Regions from separate parts of the Mus musculus genome. Here region 2 is linked to region 1. The links are chromatin contacts, called in public Hi-C maps. All regions are on one chromosome and are shown on one strand. The core of a region is the stretch at or near the end of the contact, and the rest is flanking DNA. Distances in the headings are between cores, read along the strand shown.

Region 1 (3,750 bases), core at 550-3,049:
TGAAGTATCTCTTTTCTTTCGATTAACTGCCTGGTGATTTTGACTTTACCTTCTCGCTCCTCTGATGATGAGACATCATCTGTATGAATGGTTGTTTCCAAACTAATATCTTCAGACTCCAGAGAACTAGAGATATTTACTTTTTTTGGTTCCTTGGCAATTTTGCGAGACATTTTATTATTTGAATCAATCTTCTGTAGAATAAAAAGAAATAAAGTTAAATATACAAAAAAAAAAAAACCTACTACAGGGCATACAGAGCATTAAAGAGACACCAAGGATCGCCTAGATCATTAGGTATTGGAAGGTCCCAAATGTAAGCCAGATTAGTGTTCAAATCAAACAGACTCACTAAATCCTATCATGAACTCACCCATTGTCCTGTGTGTGTGTGTGTGTCTCGGGGCAAGAATCTTACTTGAAGGTAACAGATAAATAAAGTCATGTAAAATAGAAAGGATAGCCCTATAATACTAAGTTTCAAACTCAAGGAGAGGTTGATTTTTGTCACTGAAGGTCCTCACAGAAGTAGTATTGAAATCTGGACACAGAGAGAAAAATGTTGGTATGTCGGTGGAGGGTTTATAAAGCAAGACTTACATGCCAGGTTTAGTTTTACAGTTAAGGCATCACCGAAAAATTTGAAAACAGGCTCAGAGTGCGACAAAAGCATTTTTAAATAACTTGAAAAACCTAAAGAGGTTAGAAGGGTACAAACTCGAATATTCTGAATAGCACATTTTAGCCTTCACAAGGCTTTTTGTAACTCCCTTGTTTAAATACGACACGATTTAGTAAAATAGTTATAGAACTAGCTATTTCAGTTTCTCTAAGAGGAACGCTAAAGAAGGAGGTCTGTGTGGTGGGGGGGAACAGGAAGAGCTTCAGTACAATCCGCCTCTTTCCTTTTTAAAGGGAAAGGATTGGGGGGGAAAAAAAGTAAAATAAGAAAACAAATCCTTGCGTGAGTTACCAAGGACCAGGGACCGGCTTCTCCCTCTTTGATTAAGAAATCCGTACATTCTAAACTTCCTACATTTTAGCATCTCTGCGCCGCGTGAGAAAGAAAGGGAAAAGGATTCCTGGAAGCTACCTCTCAATGGTCAGTAACTCCGCATATAAGGATAACACCAGCTTCACCCGGACTCTTGGAAGAACCAATGGCGTCTTCAGTCAGCAGCTCAGGCTGCCACCCCTCAACAGGTATCTCGGGGCTACCGGACCGTTAGGATCGGTCACCAAGACAACCACACGCCGTGCCCCAGAAGAAGTCGGAAGAACCTGGGGTGCGCAGGTACCCAAGCTCACTCCTTCCCGGAAGCCAGTCGGAAGCGGTGCAGGCTGGGAGCTGTAGTCCAGAGGAAAGCCCCGCCCACCGGCGGGAGGAAACAACCAACACTCGCCCAATCACCGCGACCGTCGGGGAACGAACGCGCCTTCGTGTTTTCTCGCGAGAGTGACCTCACCAGCCAGCGGGCAAAAGCGGGAATGCGCGTGGCCGCGCCTCGGTTTCTTAGCTGACGGCCGGGATCCCACGCCGCGAGGCGAGATGCTCAGGTCCAAGACGTTCTTGAAGAAGACCCGCGCGGGCGGCGTGGTGAAGATCGTGCGCGAGCACTACCTGCGGGATGACATCGGCTGCGGCGCGCCGGCTTGCTCGGCCTGCGGCGGGGCGCACGCGGGCCCGGCCCTGGAGCTGCAGCCCCGGGACCAGGCGAGCAGCCTCTGCCCGTGGCCGCACTACCTTCTGCCGGACACCAATGTGCTGCTGCACCAGGTGCGTGGACGCGGGGCCGCGTGGTGACGAGGGGGCGTGGCAGACAGGGACGCTGGGGACCGGGGAGGCGGGTCTTGGGATGTTGGATGGAGAGAGGCAAGTACCGTGGCTACCCTCGCTCGCATCCTGCCATCCAGGCTGAGGTACCGTTCCCTGATGTCACTTTATTTATTTATATATATATATTTTTTTTCGGTTCTTGGAGTCTTATTTTTAGACACGTTACATTTTCTAACCCCTGGTGTCTCTTCTACTTTAGATTATAAGTGCCTGGAAGCCGGGGACCTGGGCTTCTGTGGCCTCCAGATTGCGACCCCCAGGCAGCTTGTAAGTGCCTACGAACAAAAAATTGTGTGGGCCAGCATAATTTACTTATTAATAGCTCTGGTATTGCAAACTCTGTGGTCCGATTATGGGTGCTTGTCATCGTCTCAGGCCTACAGGGTCCCCCCTTAGTGACTTTGTCAAGTTTTTTCTGCAGCCAAGTACCACTTTGGCCTAACGGAGAGTCAGTGTTTTAAACTGTCACAAGAATTCAGGCTGGGCAGAGAGTTCAAGGTAGAACTGAAAACGGGGGAGTTAACATTTGGCTTTGGTTTTTTAAGATTGATGTCCTCGAACACCCGGCCATCAGAAATGTCATTGTGCTACAAACAGTGATGCAAGAAGTGAGAAACCGGAGCGCCCCCATCTACAAGCGAATCAGGGATGTGACCAATAACCAGGAAAAGCATTTCTATACCTTCACTAATGAGCACCATAAGTAAGTATCACAAAACCACAGGGCTACCTAAATTTAACAGACTTCTTGGAAAGGAATTTATCAAACACAGGCTGTAGCTTCCTGTGCTGCTTGGTGGTTACCTGGTTGTGTGGAAGACAGTGCTACCTACATAGGCTCATCTAAGGTCGCAGTGTTAGTGAGGTCACACCCTAAACCAGGATCTAGCCGCTAAAGTCGTCCTTTTACTTCTGAAATGCTCCCTTTAAGTTGTCTATTGAGTTGAATGGTTGATTCTTTGGCGATAAGAACCATCTACACTCCTGTAATCCCATATTATGTGAGTGACAAATATATAGGAGAAAAATGTGGGAGTTTGTGATTAATAAGCTTTATCTTACATCTGATTTATTGAAATTAAATTTCTAAACATAATGAGCTGCCTGTTATATTAAACAGTAGATAATATGTATCTATGATGCTTAAAGTCACTTTCTCAGCTTTGACATTATTAACATTTTGAACTGAGTATTTTGTTGTATGAAATTTTCTTATGCATCGTAGGTGCTTTGCAACCTGCTTATGCCAAGTATGTGCAAATAGCACTCTCCTGTCAGTTCCAAGTTTCCTGAACCGGAATGTTCAGGAACATGGAACTTGGAACTAAGTTCCGCAGGAACTAAATGCACACACACACACACATACACACACACACACACACACACACAGACACACAAACATACACACTCCTAGAGAGGAGGAGGAGGGGGTGGGGGAGAGAGACAGACAAGACAGACAGATAGATAGATAGTCAGTGTGTCCACCTGTGGGCTGCTCATTCATTGTGCCTCCTTAAACTCCAGTGGCTGTGGAACATTTATGTCCCAGAAGTTTTGACCCCACTGGCTAGCTTTTGTTTTGTGTTTCCTGTCGCTTTTACATTTAGAGAAACCTACATCGAGCAAGAGCAGGGAGAGAATGCCAATGACAGGAATGACAGAGCCATCCGAGTCGCAGCGAAGTGGTACAACGAGCACCTGAAGAGGGTGGCAGCAGACAGTCAGCTGCAAGTTATCCTGATAACCAATGACAGGAAGAACAAAGAGAAAGCTGTGCAAGAGGGGATACCAGCCTTCACGTGTAGGTCTGAGTGTGGGTGCTTCCAAGCCTGTGTCCCGCTGTACAGAAACATTAGGATCAGGCTGCGCGGTCACATGACCCAGCTGCGTTGTCCTGGGTGATCTCATGTGGC
Region 2 (3,794 bases), core at 15-2,514, 4.0 Mb before region 1:
AAGTGTGTGACAGAACCTGTTCTCATGACTTCATCTTTTAAAAAATATAATAATTTACTCTGGGCTAGAGAGACAGCTTAGCAGTTAAGAGTGCTTGCTGTTCTTCCAGCTGATCTGAGTTCAGTTCCCAGCGCTCAGGATGAGTGGCTCACATCTGCCTGTAAATAACTCCAGCTCCAAGGAATCCAACATCCACTCCAGACACCACGGGCACTGCACTCAAATGCGCGCGCCGCGCGCACACGCGCACACTCACACCTACAACAAAACGAAAAGCTTATAAAATTAATAGTAAATTAAAAACAAGTACATAAAAGCATTTTAAAGTTCAGCATGTTTTTGTTCCGTGTGGTGGCACATTTCTTCAATCTCAGCATTGAGCAGGCTGAGGTTGGTGGATCTCAGAGTTCCAAGCCAGCCTGATCTACAAAATGAAAATCAGTATAAAGAAAACTGAGGAGGGTAGGAAACGAAAGAGAGAGAAGAGATCTTTACTTTGGAGAAATAACACAGAAAAAGCAGAAGGCATGGTATACAGCTAACCTTAAGATTTTCTGGGGACTTTTCTTATTTTAGGAAAAACTCAGTATCTCCAAGTCCAAACTTAAAAAAAAAAAAGTCAAATATTTGATAGCATTTAAAAGACTCCTTGACTTACAAAACGCTCCACCACCCGGGAGCGAGGAGTGGGGGTTGTCTTTTTTTAATTAGCCATCTGCTTCTTCACACTTTACGTGTTTCTGAAAAGAAATCTCAGACTTGGGGGTTCTGTTTCATAAGTAAATGTGATTTTGAAAAAGTTATGACTCATTAAAAAAAAGCCTTGGAAAAATGGAAATGCAAATATTGTCTTAAGAAACCCGTAGTGATCGCAACGTCCACCACGTTGATTTATTTATTCTTTTTCTAGGTACAGACAGCAACCTCAGAGGCTCCCTTGGCCGCGCCCTCCTCGCGGAGGTGGGTCGCTGTCAGGTGATGTTTACGTCCGGTAGGGGTGCGTCCCGCCCTGCAGACACTCCCTCCGCCTTTGGCGTCGGCTCCCCCGCCCTAAACTTTCCGGTTTTAACCCTGGGAAAGGCCAGCCACGTCTGGCGAACACCAACCCGCCCACATTCCGCCCCTAAACAAACTTGGCCAGGGACAGCCCGGGAGGCTGGAGCCGCCTCGGTGCGCGCGCCCGGCCAGCCCCTTCGGCCGCGCGCCCGCCCCCTCGGGCGGGGACGCGCAGGGGCAAGCGCGCGGCCGCGAACTGCGGGCGCCATTTTGGATTCCCTAACTGGGCCGAAGCTTCGGGCTCGCTGCTGTCGATCGCTGCTCGCCTAGGGCGTCTCGGGCGGGCGACGAGGAGGTGCCGGGGCGAAGGACACAGACCGCGCGGGACAGAGAAGGGACGCGACGCTCTCCTCCCCACACACCGGGGCAGCCGGAGCCGCAAAGGTGGAGCCGCGTCGGCGCCCGCCGCGGGACCAGCGTCTCGGATGCGGGCGGAGCGCGGGGGGCCGCGACGGCGGGAGCTCGGAGACGGGGCCCCGGGAGGCCTCATGTGAGAGGCGCGGGAGCCGCCGCCGCCGCTGCCGCCGTCGTCCGCGCGGCCCGGGGTGCTGTGTGGGGGAAGCCGCCCCCGGCAGCAGGTACGGCGGAGGTTCGGGGCCGCAGCCCGGAGTCGGGCGGGGAGGTCGGCGGCGGCGGCCGGGGGCGCGCGCGGGGCGCGACGGGAACAACGCCCCGCCCCGCCGCGCCCGGGCCTCGGTGTCTGTCAACAAGGCGTGGCCGGCGCGGCGCGCGCTCGGTGGCCGCGCGTGGCGGGGCAGCGAGGAGGACGGGCTCCTCCGGGCTCGCCCTGGGCGGCGCGGGTGCAGGCGGCTGGAAAGCCCGGGGGCCTGGGCGGTCAGTGTGTGCGGAAGCCGGGCCGGGGAGGCGCACGGTGGAAAACTTGGTGAACTTAGGGGCAGCCGCCCGGGTCGCGTGCTGCAGACCACCACCCGGAAGCCGCCCGGGCAGGGCATCGCCGAGCCGCGTGCGAGGTGAGAGCGGGCGGCGGTTTTGTTGGTAATGGTGCCTATCCCACTTGCCCAGATGTTTGTATCTTTTGCTTACACCAAAAGGCGAATTTAAAAAAAAAATGTCCCTGTAGATGTTAAAATGTCTGTAACCCGCCCCGTGTTACCTGTGTGCCGGCTCCCGGTTGTGTCTTGTCTGTGTGTCCAGTCCCAGTTCATCTATATCCACTGTGCTCTCACCATTCTGAGAGTTAATCTTTTTCGTATTGTTCCATTCTTGTATTTCAGCCAAAGAATGTGTGTTAGGTTTCCTTCTATGAAAAACAAAACAAAAGGGCATATGCAAATGTAATGCCAGAACGGGACTTTTAAACCTAAAGTACAAATTTTTTAAAAAATATTTTTTGCATGTCCAGAATATGTAAATGTTTAAAGACAGTAAGGGAAGTTTGGCTCTTGGTTTCAGTTTAAGGAAATGTTTGATTAGCTCACTAATTCTTGGTGATGCTCAAGTTACTGGGTGTCCCTCATTAGTTGCATCTTGGACACTTGATGTAAACACTAGCTAAAGTTGTTGCCACCATACTTTCTCTGGGTTCTTGAAACACTGCAATAAATCAAAACTGCTGGAGCCCAGTTTTCTGTGCTTAGGAAATCGCATTGATATTTAGTGTCCTGTTTTATACACCACACTCTTCCTGTTCAGCTATAAAGGGCACTTTGACTTCCACTAGAAGCAGTATAAAACCCATTACTCTAAACTAGTTGTGTACTAGTGAATGCACCGAATTGTTCTTTATGCAGCAGAGCTTCATGTGCAGATAGTTAAAATAAAAGCATTGGAAATTTCGAATTAAAAAGGCCAACAAGGAAAAGCAATATTTAAAATGTTATTAGCTATTTATTCACTAGTTAATTTTACACCTAATAGTACATAGCACATTTTAACCTTTGGTCCATTAGTTTTCCATTAAGAGTGACATTAATTTCATAATGCTTATGATAGTCCATAGACTTTCTTAGCTATTCATAAAGTAATAAGTACTAATATATACTTTGATGATCCATGTGTTCAGTTTATATTTAGATCAAGTGTAACCGTGTACTTGATCTTCCTTAGCGTTGGTGACTTTACATTGCCTTCCCAACTTAAAGGGGGATTGAAATACCCTTTATTTAGATGGGACTGTGTTGGAAGGCAGAAGCAGTGGATCTCTGATTCCCAGGCTGGCCAGGCTCACATAGAGAGCCTGTCTCACATAAAAATTGTATAAACTTAGGGTCAGCAGAGTGTCCTTAGAGTGTTGTCAGAAAGGCTGCTGTCCTCGTTTTGGTTTTGAATCTGTACACTTGACTGTAAAATGAAGTGTTTAATCTTTATGGTCTGGCTTTAGAAGATTTCGCCAGATACAGCAGAGCATCCTGGCAGGAGGTCTGGAAGTAGGAAGACTTTGTCATTCTTTTTTGAATCTCTATCTCAGAATTCTGAGTAGTTTCTGCCAGTAAGAAAGTTTGAGTCCTAAGTAGCAGACTCTTCGTTCTTTGACCCAAATTGAAATGCTAAAATTAAAGTTAAGCCTTCAGGATAAGTTAAAGTTGGAAAATGGGTCATAATGACACGCTTACCCATAGAAGGACTTTTTATTTTAATTTAATGTCAGTGTTGATCATTCTAACTTTGAACACACATAAAAATCTATTCATAGATTCATAAGTTTGAATGTTCCATAAAGCCATCTTGTCATCTGTTATTTTGTTTTCTGAATTCTGCTTTTCCTGGAGACTATGCCC

What was found. Hi-C and Micro-C count contacts between places; a contact is called where the count stands out from the background.
Region 2: a Hi-C map of CD8 T cells shows a contact between it and region 1, with 5 times the contacts expected there. The contact joins the promoter of Fbxl3 here to the promoter of Pibf1 in region 1. A contact is called at or near these places in 1 of 39 promoter capture datasets (frontonasal cranial neural crest) and 1 of 484 Hi-C or Micro-C datasets (CD8 T cells).

The regions. Positions count from the first base shown.
Region 1 is chr14:99,097,473-99,101,222 of GRCm38.p6, reverse strand. Pibf1 (progesterone immunomodulatory binding factor 1) reads right to left here and starts at 1,799. Exons shown (of 18, transcript NM_029320.3): 1 at 1,094-1,799; 2 at 1-194. The coding sequence starts at 173. It overlaps Dis3 (DIS3 homolog, exosome endoribonuclease and 3'-5' exoribonuclease), which reads left to right and starts at 1,453. Exons shown (of 21, transcript NM_028315.2): 1 at 1,453-1,777; 2 at 2,383-2,540; 3 at 3,445-3,638. The coding sequence starts at 1,550.
Region 2 is chr14:103,097,002-103,100,795 of GRCm38.p6, reverse strand. Fbxl3 (F-box and leucine-rich repeat protein 3) reads left to right here and starts at 1,264. Exons shown (of 5, transcript NM_015822.3): 1 at 1,264-1,634.